Linked DNA regions of Mus musculus: all the other regions are linked to region 2. Evidence: chromatin contacts called from public HiChIP or PLAC-seq data. All regions are on one chromosome and are shown on one strand. Each heading gives the region's core, a stretch centred on a gene start, on an enhancer-like site or on the middle of the called end of the contact. The rest is flanking DNA. Distances are from core to core; before and after follow the strand shown.

The links. HiChIP or PLAC-seq counts read pairs in DNA pulled down with a chosen protein or histone mark.
Region 1: a contact with region 2 is called in an H3K4me3 HiChIP or PLAC-seq map of bone marrow-derived macrophages, with 4 times the contacts expected there. The contact joins two enhancer-like sites. A contact is called at or near these places in 2 of 39 promoter capture datasets (embryonic stem cells and pre-B cells), 3 of 484 Hi-C or Micro-C datasets (the Ba/F3 cell line, CD4 T cells and embryonic stem cells) and 4 of 115 datasets of contacts at active chromatin or transcription factors (bone marrow-derived macrophages and embryonic stem cells).
Region 3: an H3K4me3 HiChIP or PLAC-seq map of bone marrow-derived macrophages shows a contact between it and region 2, with 4 times the contacts expected there. The contact joins two enhancer-like sites. A contact is called at or near these places in 1 of 15 datasets of contacts at CTCF or cohesin (embryonic stem cells), 1 of 115 datasets of contacts at active chromatin or transcription factors (bone marrow-derived macrophages) and 1 of 9 other capture datasets (embryonic stem cells).

Annotation. Positions count from the first base shown.
Region 1 is chr17:56,666,890-56,670,820 of GRCm38.p6, forward strand. No RefSeq gene overlaps it. Among named protein-coding and RNA genes, the nearest start is that of Ranbp3, 4.4 kb to the right of the region's middle. Within about 2 kb of position 2,347, at least 72 of the 459 cell types and tissues checked have an H3K27ac peak or open chromatin away from gene starts, as enhancers often do. A contact at or near this core is called in bone marrow-derived macrophages, where this site is marked.
Region 2 is chr17:56,956,608-56,960,879 of GRCm38.p6, forward strand. It overlaps Acer1 (alkaline ceramidase 1), which reads right to left. Exons shown (of 6, transcript NM_175731.4): 2 at 2,518-2,632; 3 at 2,290-2,431; 4 at 1,706-1,843. Among named protein-coding and RNA genes, the nearest start is that of Mllt1, 23 kb to the left of the region's middle. Within about 2 kb of position 1,659, at least 102 of the 459 cell types and tissues checked have an H3K27ac peak or open chromatin away from gene starts, as enhancers often do. A contact at or near this core is called in bone marrow-derived macrophages, where this site is marked.
Region 3 is chr17:57,333,567-57,337,931 of GRCm38.p6, forward strand. No RefSeq gene overlaps it. Among named protein-coding and RNA genes, the nearest start is that of Adgre1, 23 kb to the right of the region's middle. Within about 2 kb of position 1,920, at least 49 of the 459 cell types and tissues checked have an H3K27ac peak or open chromatin away from gene starts, as enhancers often do. A contact at or near this core is called in bone marrow-derived macrophages, where this site is marked.

The sequences.
Region 1 (3,931 bases), core at 1,097-3,596, 290 kb before region 2:
GAGTCTTTCTATTATGAACTGGGCTTCCAGTAAGATCCAGAGAAGCTGCAGGTTTCAGGCTGGGCAGGAGAAAGGCTGCATGCATTTGGGCTCTGCTCAGTGCTAAGTCAACATTTGCGCCAGATCTCTGTCTGCAAACCCACAGCTGTCTTTGAGCTGATCCTGGACCCAGTGAGTAGAGTGTCTAGCATGCACCAAGCCCCGGGGTTGAAAGCCCAACCACCCAGGCTGAGTGTGTTGACATGATGATAACATGTCATCCTAGCAGAAGGCAGAGGCAGAGGAGGCAGAGGAGGCAGAGGAGGCAGAAGAGGCAGAGGCAGGAGGCAGAGGGTCAGTTCAGAGTCCTCCTCAGCCATGCAGTGAGTTTGAGGACAGCCTGGATCACATGAGCCCCCCCTATCTCAAGCAGTAATAATTATTATTCTGTCTATGCTGGTGTCCATTGCAGCCAACATCAATTGTGTTGAAATTCTCGAGGCTCCAGCCAGATTCTTGGAGCATGGATGGGGCTTGACAATGTAAAGAAACACAGTTGTCACCTCATAGGGGATAAGAGAGTTTATTCTGAAGCTGAATATGCCTAGGATGCCAAGAACACGGTTCCCCAAATACCACAAGGGACAGCCGTGGAAAAGTACTAATAGAAAGAGGACACGGGAAGTCACTGTTCAGCACTTCACAAGGACATCGATTGGCATGCACACTAGGTTGCCAGTAACCCCAAAGCTGAAAACTTCTGCTGTGGGTCTCAGACGATGATGCCTGACTTCATCCTTAGCCTTGGGACAGGTAGAGAAGCTAGTGGTCTCTTTATGCAGTTCAAAAAGACTCACCCAGCTGATACAAGGACAGCAATGACACGGAAGTGACTAATGAATGGCTGTTGTCTTAGTCAGTGTTCTGTGGTGTGAAGAGACATCATGACCACAGGGCAGCATGTAATTAGTGTTTCAGAGGTTGAGTACATTGTGAGAAGCATGGTGGAATGCAGGCAGACGTGGTGCTAGAGACAAAGCTGAAAGTTCTACATCCTGACCCACAGGCAGCAGGGAGAGACTGGGATACACTGGCCAAACTTGAGCTGATAAAACTTCAAAGCCACCGGGCATTGGCGGCACACGCCTTTAATCCCAGCACTTGGGAGGCAGAGGCAGGCGGATCCTCCTAATAGTATCACTTCCTATGGACCAGGCATTCACACACGAGTCTACAGGGTGGCATGGGTGGCAGGGAGAGTGGGCTAACCACACCAGCTGTTAAGGGGCTAAACAGTCCGTGATAATTTGGCTCTGGATCTGCAACATTCCAACCCTCTAATGTCAGATGTTCTAACCATCAGTCTTAGAGATTCTTCCCACAGGGGTGGATTTTCTCCCTTTCCAGGAATCTCAGATCACAGGCTCCATCTCCTTACTATGGCTGAGTTCCCCTGTAGCCAGAGTGGGGAACAGAGTGGCTGGTTCAATGCATATATGCTGGTGACACTGGATTGGGTGGAGGATGCGTCCTTCATTCCTCCTTGGATTCCCAGTCCCAAGACTGAACTGACCCTTGTTGTTGCTGCTACCGCCGCTGCAGCCTCCTTCTCCTCCTGCTTCCCTCCCTCTCCCCCTCCTCCTCCCTTGAACAGTGCACCCTTGTCCTGTGGGACTCTCGGGTCCAGGAAGCTCTCCGCGGAATGAGGGAGCCCTTTAAACACCGCACAGCTCTTGGTGCTGGCGACCAGAGCACTAGGAGATGTCGCCCAGACGACCTACAAGTCCTGGGCAGGGCCTCTGCATGCAAGCTTGAGGACATGAGTTCAGCTCCCCAGAATCCACAAAGAAGCCGGGTGCAGGGTCTGTGACTTCAAGAACTGGGAAGCCGGCTCAGTGCGGAAAGGGTGATCCCAAGTCTGCAGTTTGTTCCCCTCAACAGCTGAACAGCAGCGCTGCTGGGCCGGGGTGCATGGCGGCACACGACGGCGCCGGGATTGCAGGACAGGGCGCAGGGGTACCGTTGGGTAAAGTGAGGAAGACACCTGATGGACCTTTGGATCCTCATTGACGCGCACGCACACTCATGGGCGGGCATTCACGCACAAGCACCCGCTGGCTCTGACATCGCAGTCCTCTGCTGCCCCCCAGTGGCCACTGTGCAAAACCTCTTTCAAGTTTGGATTTGGGGGTCTCGAGGCGCCACAGGTTCTGTCCACATATCCAGTACAAGACAAAGAGAGGTAGGAGGATCTCCCACAAATTTGTGCTAGCCTGGGCTAGAGTGAAATCCTGTGTCAGAAATACAACCAACCAGCGCATGGCAGTAAAGGCATACATGCACCTCACAACCCAGCTCGGGAACTGGGACAGCAGGTCAAAGGGTAAGGTTATCTTCGACTGCATAGGGAGTGATGCGAGGCCAGCCTGGGCTGCATGAGTCCCTGGCTCAAAATAATTAATAATAATAATACGACAAACCTACTCTCAAAGGAAGGGAAGCTGTGTTCCTGTCCCCTGTAGGAACTGCTATATACTTCCACTGAAGACAAGCTACGTTGGTTTTGATTAACACATGTCCTAGTCGAGATGAAATGGACCCCTATTTCTGGATGAGAAGTGGGCCAAAGAACTTCTCTTTCTTCTTCTTCTTCTTCTTCTTCTTCTTCTTCTTCTTCTTCTTCTTCTTCTTCTTCTTCTCCTTCTCCTTCTCCTTCTCCTTCTCCTTCTCCTTCTCCTGCTTCTGCTTCTTCTTCTTCTCTCTCTCTCTCTCTCTCTCTCTGTTTTTCAAAACAGGGTTTCTCTGTGTATCCCTGGAACTCACTCTGTAGACCAGGCTGGCCTTGAACTCAGAAATCTGCCTCCCTCTGCTTCCCATGTGCTGGGATTAAAGGTGTGTGCCACCACTGGTCGGCCCTTTCTTATTTTCTTATTTTATATTTGAAGTCATGGAACTCATTCTGACCTTAAACTCACTGTGTAGTTGAGGTTGACCTTGAACCCCTACTCCTCCTACCTTGCATGCCGGTGCTGGGATGACAAGCGTGTGTTTTATGCGGTGCTGCAGATGGAAGCCTGGCCTTGTGCACTCTGTGTGACTGTACGGCCGACTCTGCTACAGCCCAGATTTCAATCCCCGATACACACAGTTCTCAGTCACCAAGGATTATTTCCTGGAATTCTGGCTGAGTGGAACTGAAGGCTGAGGGATAGAAGGCCACCAGCCCCCCACAGCAGAATCAACTCATAGTGTAAACCTAGCCTTCTGGGTCCAGAGCTCCTGAGTCTCCGGATGTCCCTCAAAAAGCCACTGCTGGATTCTATGCAGTTGGTCACAAGGCGTCGCAGAACATGACGTGTGACATAGCTTCAGACTGTACAGAGATTTACTGACACAGAGCCACAGGGATGGCAGCACCGTTGTTAATTTTCAATTCTAATTTACTCCTGGGTACTGTATGGCTGGGGATCTCCCTGGAGGGAGAAGGTACCACGCCTGACCACTTGTACCCCAGTGACCAGAGTAGGAAGCTAGTAGTATTTAAAGTACATTCTTTTTTCTTTTAATTTTTAAAATTTAAATTTTAGAAAATAATTTTTTTTAAAGATTTATTTTATTGATTATATGTAAGTACACTGTAGCTGTCTTCAGACACTCCAGAAGAGGGAGTCAGATCTCGTTAGGGATGGTTATGAGCCACCATGTGGTTGCTGGGATTTGAACTCTGGACCTTCGGAAGAGTAGTCGGGTGCTCTTACCCACTGAGCCATCTCACCAGCCCAGAAAATAATTTTAAAATAAAAATTTTATTATTTTATTCCATGTGGATGTCTGTGTGTCTGTACGCGGGTTTGTGCATGTAAACACAGTTCTTAGGGAGGCCACGAGAGGCCATCACAACCCTGGGAGCTGGGCTTACAGGATCTTGTGCATTGCCTGATGTGGGTGCTGG
Region 2 (4,272 bases), core at 409-2,908:
ACACACACACACACTATATCTGCCTATACATTTCAATCTGGCTTCAAACTCCTAGGCTAAACTAATCCTCTTGTTTGGCCTCACAAATACTTAGGACTATATAAGTCCTGTGAGGTCATGTGGAACTAATTTTAACTCTTTGTGCTGTCTCAGCTATGTGACTGTAGCAGAAAGCTAGCAATGTTGCTTACTATGTGCTAATAGTTAACACTCAATGAGGTCTTGGGGGAGTGGTGAGTAGGTTATGTGGGGGGTTGTATATGGGTGTGTGTGTGTGTGTGTGTGTGTGTGTGTGTGTGTGTATGCGGGAGTGCAATAGGGCAGTGCATTTTCTGGTAGTCATGTCTTGAAACAACTCAAGACCATAATGTAGCCTCCTGGTCAGCAGAATCAAATCGAGGTCTCCGGAAGAATATTCTAGAGATGAGTGAGAAAGCTGTCCGATATCAATAGACATACAGGTCTGTCTGCTCCCCTCATGATGAAGCCATTCGCTGGATACTTTGCCTAGTGACTTCCAATTGGCTTGACTGATGATGTCTGTATCCCATTGGGCAATGGCTTCCAGTTGGCTTCACTAATGATTTTCACTTATACTGCTCTATAGTGTCTGTTAACATGACCAGTGCTTCTAATTGCTTTGACTTATGGTTTCTGGCTTGCTGGATCTATGATTTCCAGTTGTCTTTATCGTTTCTGGTTGGTTTTGTTAATGGTTTCCGGTTTCCGGTTTCCAGTTTTTTATGGTTTCTTTGGCTTGACCTTTGGTTTCTGGTCGGATTGGCCGACAGTTTACAGTTTGTCGGTTTCACTGGCAAGTTTTGTATAACTTGACCTGTGGATTTCAGTTGACTCAATGATACATAGTCAGCTCAACCTATTGTACACAGTTGGTATACCTGTGGATTTTAGTCTAATAAGAAAGTAAATGAAAAGGACAACCTCTGGACTGCAAGATGGCTCAGTAGGTAAAGGCGCTTGCTGCTAACCTCACAACCCCAGTTGGATGGGTGGGACCCACGCTGTGGTACACAGATGTTGTGATGCACATAAATAAAAATAAATTAATATAAAATATATGTGTGTTTGGTTTTTCGAGACAGGGTTTCTCTGTGTAGCCCTAGCGGTTCTGGAACTCGCTCTATAGACCAGGCTGGCCTCAAACTCATAGAGATCTGCCTGCCTCTATCTCCCGGGAACTGGGATTAAAGGCGTGTACCTCCACCACCTTTACAGTATATGCTTTAAGACAATGTTTGCAGACTGACAGACTGCTCAGAAAGAAGCCTTGCCCTTCCTGCTCACTGGTCAACATGGAGAATGGGTGCCCTCTTCAGGAGACTGGACTCAGAAACTCTAAAAGCACACAGAACTGCTGAAAAGAACACAGCTCCAAAGGGAAACAGAAGGAAACTCTTAGGCAACTGCAACCGCCATTCACTTCCTAAAAAGGCACAATTGTTTTTTGTGATGTTGGCAACAGAACCCACATACTAGAACATATTAAGCAGGGGCTTCACACTTTAACACCCAGCCCAGTGGGAGTCCCAGAGGGACTCCACCCTGACCACAACTCCTAGGGGCCCCACCCTGACCACGCCTCAGACCCTGGTGGGGAGGGGAGGGAGTGTTCTAGGCGGGGCTCCACCCCGACCACACCTCCTGGGGCTCCACCCTGACCACGCCTCCATCACCCAGCACTCACTTCTTGTACTCTGTGCGCACAATGTAGAGGATGTGGATGGCGATGCTGTTGAGAGCATATGCATTGACTGTGGGCTTCACGAACGTCAAGAAGGTGCTGATAATAGTGGTTATAGTTACCAGGCAGCTGAAGTAGAACCTGAGAGTGAGACAGGGTGGGAGAGGTGCTGAAGGACTCAGCGAGATCACCTTGGGCAGCCAAAATAGATAGGACAAACCAAGAACCCTGGAGAGTACATCTGGGCTCAGGAGGAGCCTCTGGGTTTCCTTGGGTCTGCTCAAGAAAGACAGGATTTAAGAGAACCCGGGTGTACCAGGCAGAGATTAAAGAGCCTGAGGTGGGTTAGGAGGATGAAGAGGGGCCAGGGGACTCAAGAGGCCTGATAAGGTCAGGCGAGAGGTTTGGAAAAACATGGAGAGTTCAGAAGATGGAGAACAGATATCTGAGTAAAGGTTATAAGGGTTTTAGGTTATGAGGGTTTTTTGGTTTTGTTTTTGGTTTTGGTTTTTTTTTTTTTTTTTTTTTTTTTTTTTTGTGTTCATTAAATTCCCCTCCCCACAGATGACTTGGTGTGCCTGCTCTACCTGTTCCCCTTGACGAACTTGGGAAAATAGCAACGGGGCAGCCACACACTGTATCCACTGGCCAACAACCACAGGATGGAGATCTCATCCAGCAGCTGTCCCAGAAAGCTGAGTGTCATGTGGAAATACATGGAGAACAGACCTGTAGGAAGGCAGACGCAAGTAGAGGCCGTCAAGGGGAGGGAGCATTTCCAGCACACTTCCCCAGCCTCAAACACGCACACCTACCTATGAGCATGAAGAGGACTGACACTCCATAGAAACACCGGGTACGCTTCTGGGCATACGGATGCATGAGGAACATCATGAGGGGTCCAAAGATGAGGAAGAACACATTGCTGAACTGCAGGAGAAACAAGAACAGAGCTAGTAAGACAAGAGCTGGTGGGAGCTCCTGCCCACCTAGGGCTCATTCCTAAGTACCCCATCGCATGGGCTGTCCAGGAATGAACCAAGATTTGTCCATCATTCAACTGTAAGTTTCCCAGTCATCTTAGTCTGATCCCCAGACTCATTTTATTTTTCTTGTTTGTTTGTTTGTTTTGAGACAGGCTTTCACTCTAAGAGTCTGACTATCTTGAAACTCTATGTGTAGACCTGGCTGGCCTCAAAGTCCCAGAGATCCACCTGCCTCTGCCTCCTAAGTGCTGAAATTAAAGATGTGCACCACCACGCCTAGATCTCCCTTTCTTTTTAAAAATGTTATTCATTCATTAGTATTACTGACCTCTAACTCTAGCAGTCAGTAGGCAAGAGTAGGTGAATCTCTATGAATTCAACCAGCCTTGTCTACATTGAGAATCTCAGGCAGCCAGGGCTACATAGTCACACACACACACACACACACACACACACACACACACACACACACACACACACACCATTATTATTACTAATGGAATCCTGGACCTTGGACAAAGTGCTAAGAAAAAGCTCCCCCCAAACAACAACCCCAGACCCCCATTTGGGGGAGTCTAGGCAGAAGCTCCATTTCTGACCACACCCCAACCTCTCACTGGGGAATTCTAGGCAGGGGTTCTGTCTCCAAGCCTGTTCTTCCTCTCCCCCACTGACCCTGGCCATCTACGGGCCATCCCTAAATCTCCAATAGACCCTACATTCTGCCCATTATTCTACTGGTTCTTTCATTTACTCAATGAGGGGAGCATGGACGACCTACTAAATATTTTCCACATGTTCTCCCTCATTTTCTTCTTAGAGGAAAATTCTAAATTTGTGGGCTCTGTAATTGTGGGCTAAAAATATTCAGGACAGGGCTGAAGAGATGGCTCAGTGGTTAAAGAGCACTGGCTGTTCTTCCAGAGGTCCTGATTTCAAGTCGCAGCAACCACATGATGGCTCACAACCATTTGTAATGGGATCCAATGCCCTCTTCTGGTGTGTCTGAAGATAGCGACAGTGTACTCATATAAATGAAACAAACAAATCTTTAAAAACAATATTCAGGACATGCATACTGAGGTATGCCTTTAATCCCAACACTTAGGAGGCAGAGGCAGATGGATCTCTGAATTTGAGGCCAGCCTAAAAACTACAGTGACCCCCTTTTCTTTCTTTCTTTCTTTCTTTCTTTCTTTCTTTCTTTCTTTCTTCCTTCTTTTTTTTTTTTTTTTTTTTTTGTTTTTTTTGAGACAGGGTTTCTCTGTATAGTCCTGGCTGTCCTGGAACTCACTCTGTAGACCAGGCTGGCCTCGAACTCAGAAATCCGCCTGCCTCTGTCTCCCAAGTGCTGGGATTAAAAGCGTGCGCCACCATGCCCGGCGGAGACCCCTTTTCAAAAACCGAAATATGCTGGGTGTAGTGGTGCAAACCTTTAACTCCATCACTTGGGAAGTAGAGGCGTATCTATGAGTTCAAGGCCAGCCTGGTCTACAAAGCAAGTTCCAGGACAGCCAGGGCTACACAGAAAAACTGTGTCTTGAAAAAACAAAAATAAAATTAAACACACACACACACACACAC
Region 3 (4,365 bases), core at 670-3,169, 380 kb after region 2:
CTGCACATCAGATATTTACATTACAGTTCCTAACAGTAGCAAAATTACAGTTAACAAAGTAGCAAGGAAATAATTTTGTGGTTGAGGAATTGAGTTAAAGGGCCACGGCTTTAAGAAGGTTGAGAATTACTGGTCAAGTGGCTAACAGAGGCCACAGCACTGCCTGGTTCTCTCTCAGGAAAGTCAGTGCCCGAGTGCTGTCTCACACACATTCTTGGCCAACGATAGACTATGGCACAGGAGTCTGGTCTGAAATGCTTATCACGTCTGAAGGGTCTGCCTTCACTGTAGGGAGAGTCACTGGATTTGCGGGCTTCAAGAACTGCATTAGAGTTCACTAGAGGAACAGGACTGATAGAATCAATAGGTATCAAAGGAAGATTTGTTCGTCTGGCTTATCTGATACAGCCTGGGCAGTCTATAATGGCTGCCTGTATGCTGCCAAGGCCGAGAACCTGGTAGCAGCCCAGTCTATGAGGTGGGTGCTGCAAAGTCCAGATCTGAAGGCCTGGGGTGGGGGGATTTCTGGAGGGTCCCAGGTCTTCAATGCATGTCAGATAAGGATTGTAGGAACAACACAGGGGCAGTAACAGAGTGGAGGAGCTCTCCAGGAAGGGGCAAAGTCCCCCCGTGAATTTCCCCAGAAGCACGTCTCTCAGCTGATTCAAGTTCAAGTTCAAGTCCACAGTCAAGGTTAACCATCACAAGCACCATGGTAACAGAATGCTGCCTGCTCCCATGGTTCTCCCATGAAAAAGAAAGGCTGAATCATGCGATGCTGAGGAGTTAGAGGTCACGAATCTGCTCTTGGAGCCATTCCAGCCATGCCCAGAGTGTTCAGTCCATCTTTAAGGCTCAGGGTGGCAGAAGTTTGTATTAGTCAGCTCAAGTTACGTTTTGCTGTAGTGACTGCCTACGGTGGGTTGACTTGTAGGGTCTGTGGGGGATTGATGTGGGAAGACCCAGCCTGTAGTGGGCCACACCATTCCCTAGGCAGGGATCCAGAACTGTGGAGAAATGAGCATGCTGGCCTTCACTTCTTCATTCTTGACTGTGGTTGTCACGCGGCCAGCTGTTTGAGGTGTGTGTTCTAACTGCCCCACAAAGATGGGCTGTAATCTAGACCTGTAAACTCAACCCCTAGCTTCCAAAGCTCCCTTTTTTTTTTTTTTTTTGGTCAGGATATTTTATTATAGCAACAGAAACTAGGCCAGTCCTCAAAATACTCTCCCTACACTGTTCTAGGGATTTAAAAACATGGATGAAGATGTGGGAAATCGGACATAAGCTTCAAACGCAGGGGCAGACATCCAAGCAGGACCGGTCCGAGGCAGACAGCTGGACGTTAAAGGCACGATCGCCCCCTCGCGGACATGTGCGGTAATGACACAACGTCTGCAGCTGGGCGGGTCGTTTGCAGAGGGGAGGAAAGACGGAAGAGATTGAGTTTATTTGTGGGTGTGCACACGTGTTTACTCACAAGTCTGTGGATATGAGCCTAGAGAGGCCCCCAGGAAGGGACCCTGGTATTTCTGGCATCTCCACCCAGTCTTCTAGAAGGAATGGCCAGCGGCACTACTGGATGATATGGTGTCTTCAATTTATTTTTAGTTTATTTTCTTTTCTGTTTTTTATTTTTATTATTTATTTATTTATTTATTTTTTTGAGACAGGGTTTCTCTGTGTAGCCCTGGCTGTCCTGGAACTCACTCTGTAGATCAGGCTGGCCTCGAACTCGAACTCAGAAATCCACCTGCCTCTGCCTCCCGAGTGCTGGGATTAAAGGAGTGCGCCACCGCTGCCCGGCTTAGTTTCTTATTAAATTTATTTGATTTGTGTTTGTGTGAACGAGTGTGTGAGTATCCCGAGAGCAATAGGAGGCCAGAGGACATTGTGCAGGAGTCAGTTCCCTTTTTCTATCGTGTAGGCCCTAGAGATTAAACTCAGGTCATTAGGTGCAAAACTTCTTTACTTGCTGAGCCACCTCACAGCCCCTACCCTTCAATAATTTATTGTTACATATTTTTCTTAAAAAATGTTTACAACTTATTTTTATCTCTAGTGATTTCTAGGTGGATCTGAGCTTCATTTGTTGAATTGGTACTCTGGATAATTTTATTATTTTTTAAAAGAGAAATGCATTTATCCGAAACAATGACCCTTGTACTGGTGGAATTCCAGCCTATGAAGTCAGGCATAGACTCCAGCAGGCTGTGTTTCCTTGTCTGTGGCGCCGAGGCCCCCATTTTTCACTTCAAGGAACACTTTGCAGTCTAACCACACAGCGCTCACTTGCAGCCCTGTGCTGCCACCTAGCGTCCACGAGTGATATGGCCCCTGGGTTCAACTGTGTATATTCCCCAACTCCTCCCAGATCCGCTGTCATCCAAATCGTCTTACAACACCATGCCTTCTTTTTAAATTTTAAATAGCCCATCCAGTTTAATTTGGGGTGTCCATGTAGTACTTGGTGTGTGGCTATCCACTGGGGCATGGTCAGCCTGCGGGGTCAGGGGCATAGTTTAAAGAAAACTGCCTCTCCCTCCATCAGCAGCCATCAACTGTCCAGCTCCTCAGTTAGGGTGGGCTCATGAGCCCTTCCAACTCCTGCTGTAAGGTTGACTGGTCTGATTATAAGCAGCAGCCACAGGTGCTGTAGTTTATTAGTACCGAGATCCTGCTTCAGTCGTGCCTGACTTCTGGCTCTTACAGTCTTCCTTGTCTCCTCTTGGGGAGAGGGTTCCACCTTATTTTTTTGAGACAGGTTCTTCTATAGCCCTGGAGTTCAGTAAGTAGGCTGGCCACCTTGGGGATACATTGATCTCCACACCTCCCTCTCTCCAGGGCTAGATTATAGAACTTCATTTCCATGCCTGGACTTTAAGTGAGGGTGTGCAGAGCTCACTCAGGGAGCTTTGCTTGCTTAGCAAACACTTACTGACTGAGCCTCCCCTCCCCCCACAGCCTGGGTCTCTCTATGTAGCAGATCAAGGCTGGATTTGTGCTTATAATCCTCCTGCCTCAGCCTCCCCAGTATCTGAGATTTCATAACCTGCACCACGAGGTTCAGCTAGAGTGAGCAGTATCTGTTTTAATAAAAACTTAGGCTGGCTGTGGTGACAAAGGTCTTTTATCCAAGCACTTGGGAGGCAGAGGCAGAGGCAGAGGCAGAGGCAGAGGCAGAGGCAGAGGCAGAGGCAGAGGCAGAGGCAGAGGCAGAGGCAGAGGCAGAGGCAGAGGCAGAGGCAGAGGCAGAGGGAGAGGGAGAGGGAGAGAGAGAGAGAGAGAGAGAGAGAGAGAGAGAGAGAGAGAGACAGAGAGAGACAGAGAGAGACAGAGAGAGAGAGGCAGAGAGGCAGAGAGAGAGAGAGAGAGTGAGAGAGAGAGAGAGAGAGAGAGAGAGAAAGAGAGAGAGGCAGAGGCAGGCACATGCCCTTGAAACTAGCCTGGTCTACAGAGTGAGTTCCAGGACAGCTAGGGCTACACAGAGAAACACTGTCTCAAAAAACAAAACAAAACAAAACAAAACAAACAAACAAAACAAAACAAAAAACCAAACCAAACCAAACCAACCAACCAACCAACCAACCAACCAACCAAAAAAACCCAAACAAACCCCAAACCAAAATCCAAACCAAAACCCAAAACCCCAAAACCAAAACCAAAAACCAACCAACCCCTCCTCCCTCCCCCACTAAATGGGTGTGTGTGGACAGGGCTCAGTAGTGAATACACTTGTCAGTTTCTGATGACCCAAGTTCATCCTCTGGAACTCTTGTGGTGGAAGGTGAGGACCATTTCTTGAAAGCTGACGTCTGACCTCCACATGCACACAGCAGGATACACATTCAAACAAACAAACAAACAAACAAACAAACACATGAGAAAGGACAAGGCGATGGTTGAAGGGGAGGGGGATGCTAACTGCCTCGAGAGGTCACCATTTCACTCGTAATCTACGTACCAAATTGTTAAGGTGTGCATCACCCGACGAGGAAAAAAAAAAAAAAAAAAAAAAAAGGAACGGAATAAACCACACAGCCTGTGTACTTTGGAGTCTCCTCAGCAAGGGAGGTGGAGAGGAGGCCGGTGGGATTGAGGGATAGGCTGCACACACACAGAACCTGGATCCGTTTGAAGTCCTAATTAGAAACCAGCGTCTCTGTGGATGGTTGTGCTTTTCCTGAAGCGTGCTGGCTGGCCCAGCTGCTCCAGTGCTCGCTCCACAAACGTGAGGATCCATGTCTCGACTTGCGGATTCTAGGGTAGCGAGGAAGACCCCGTCTTAGGAAAACACATGTGAGTGGCACAGATTTGACTTAGGAGGTTAGAAGACCAACCAACAAGGGAGGGCACCAAGTTGAT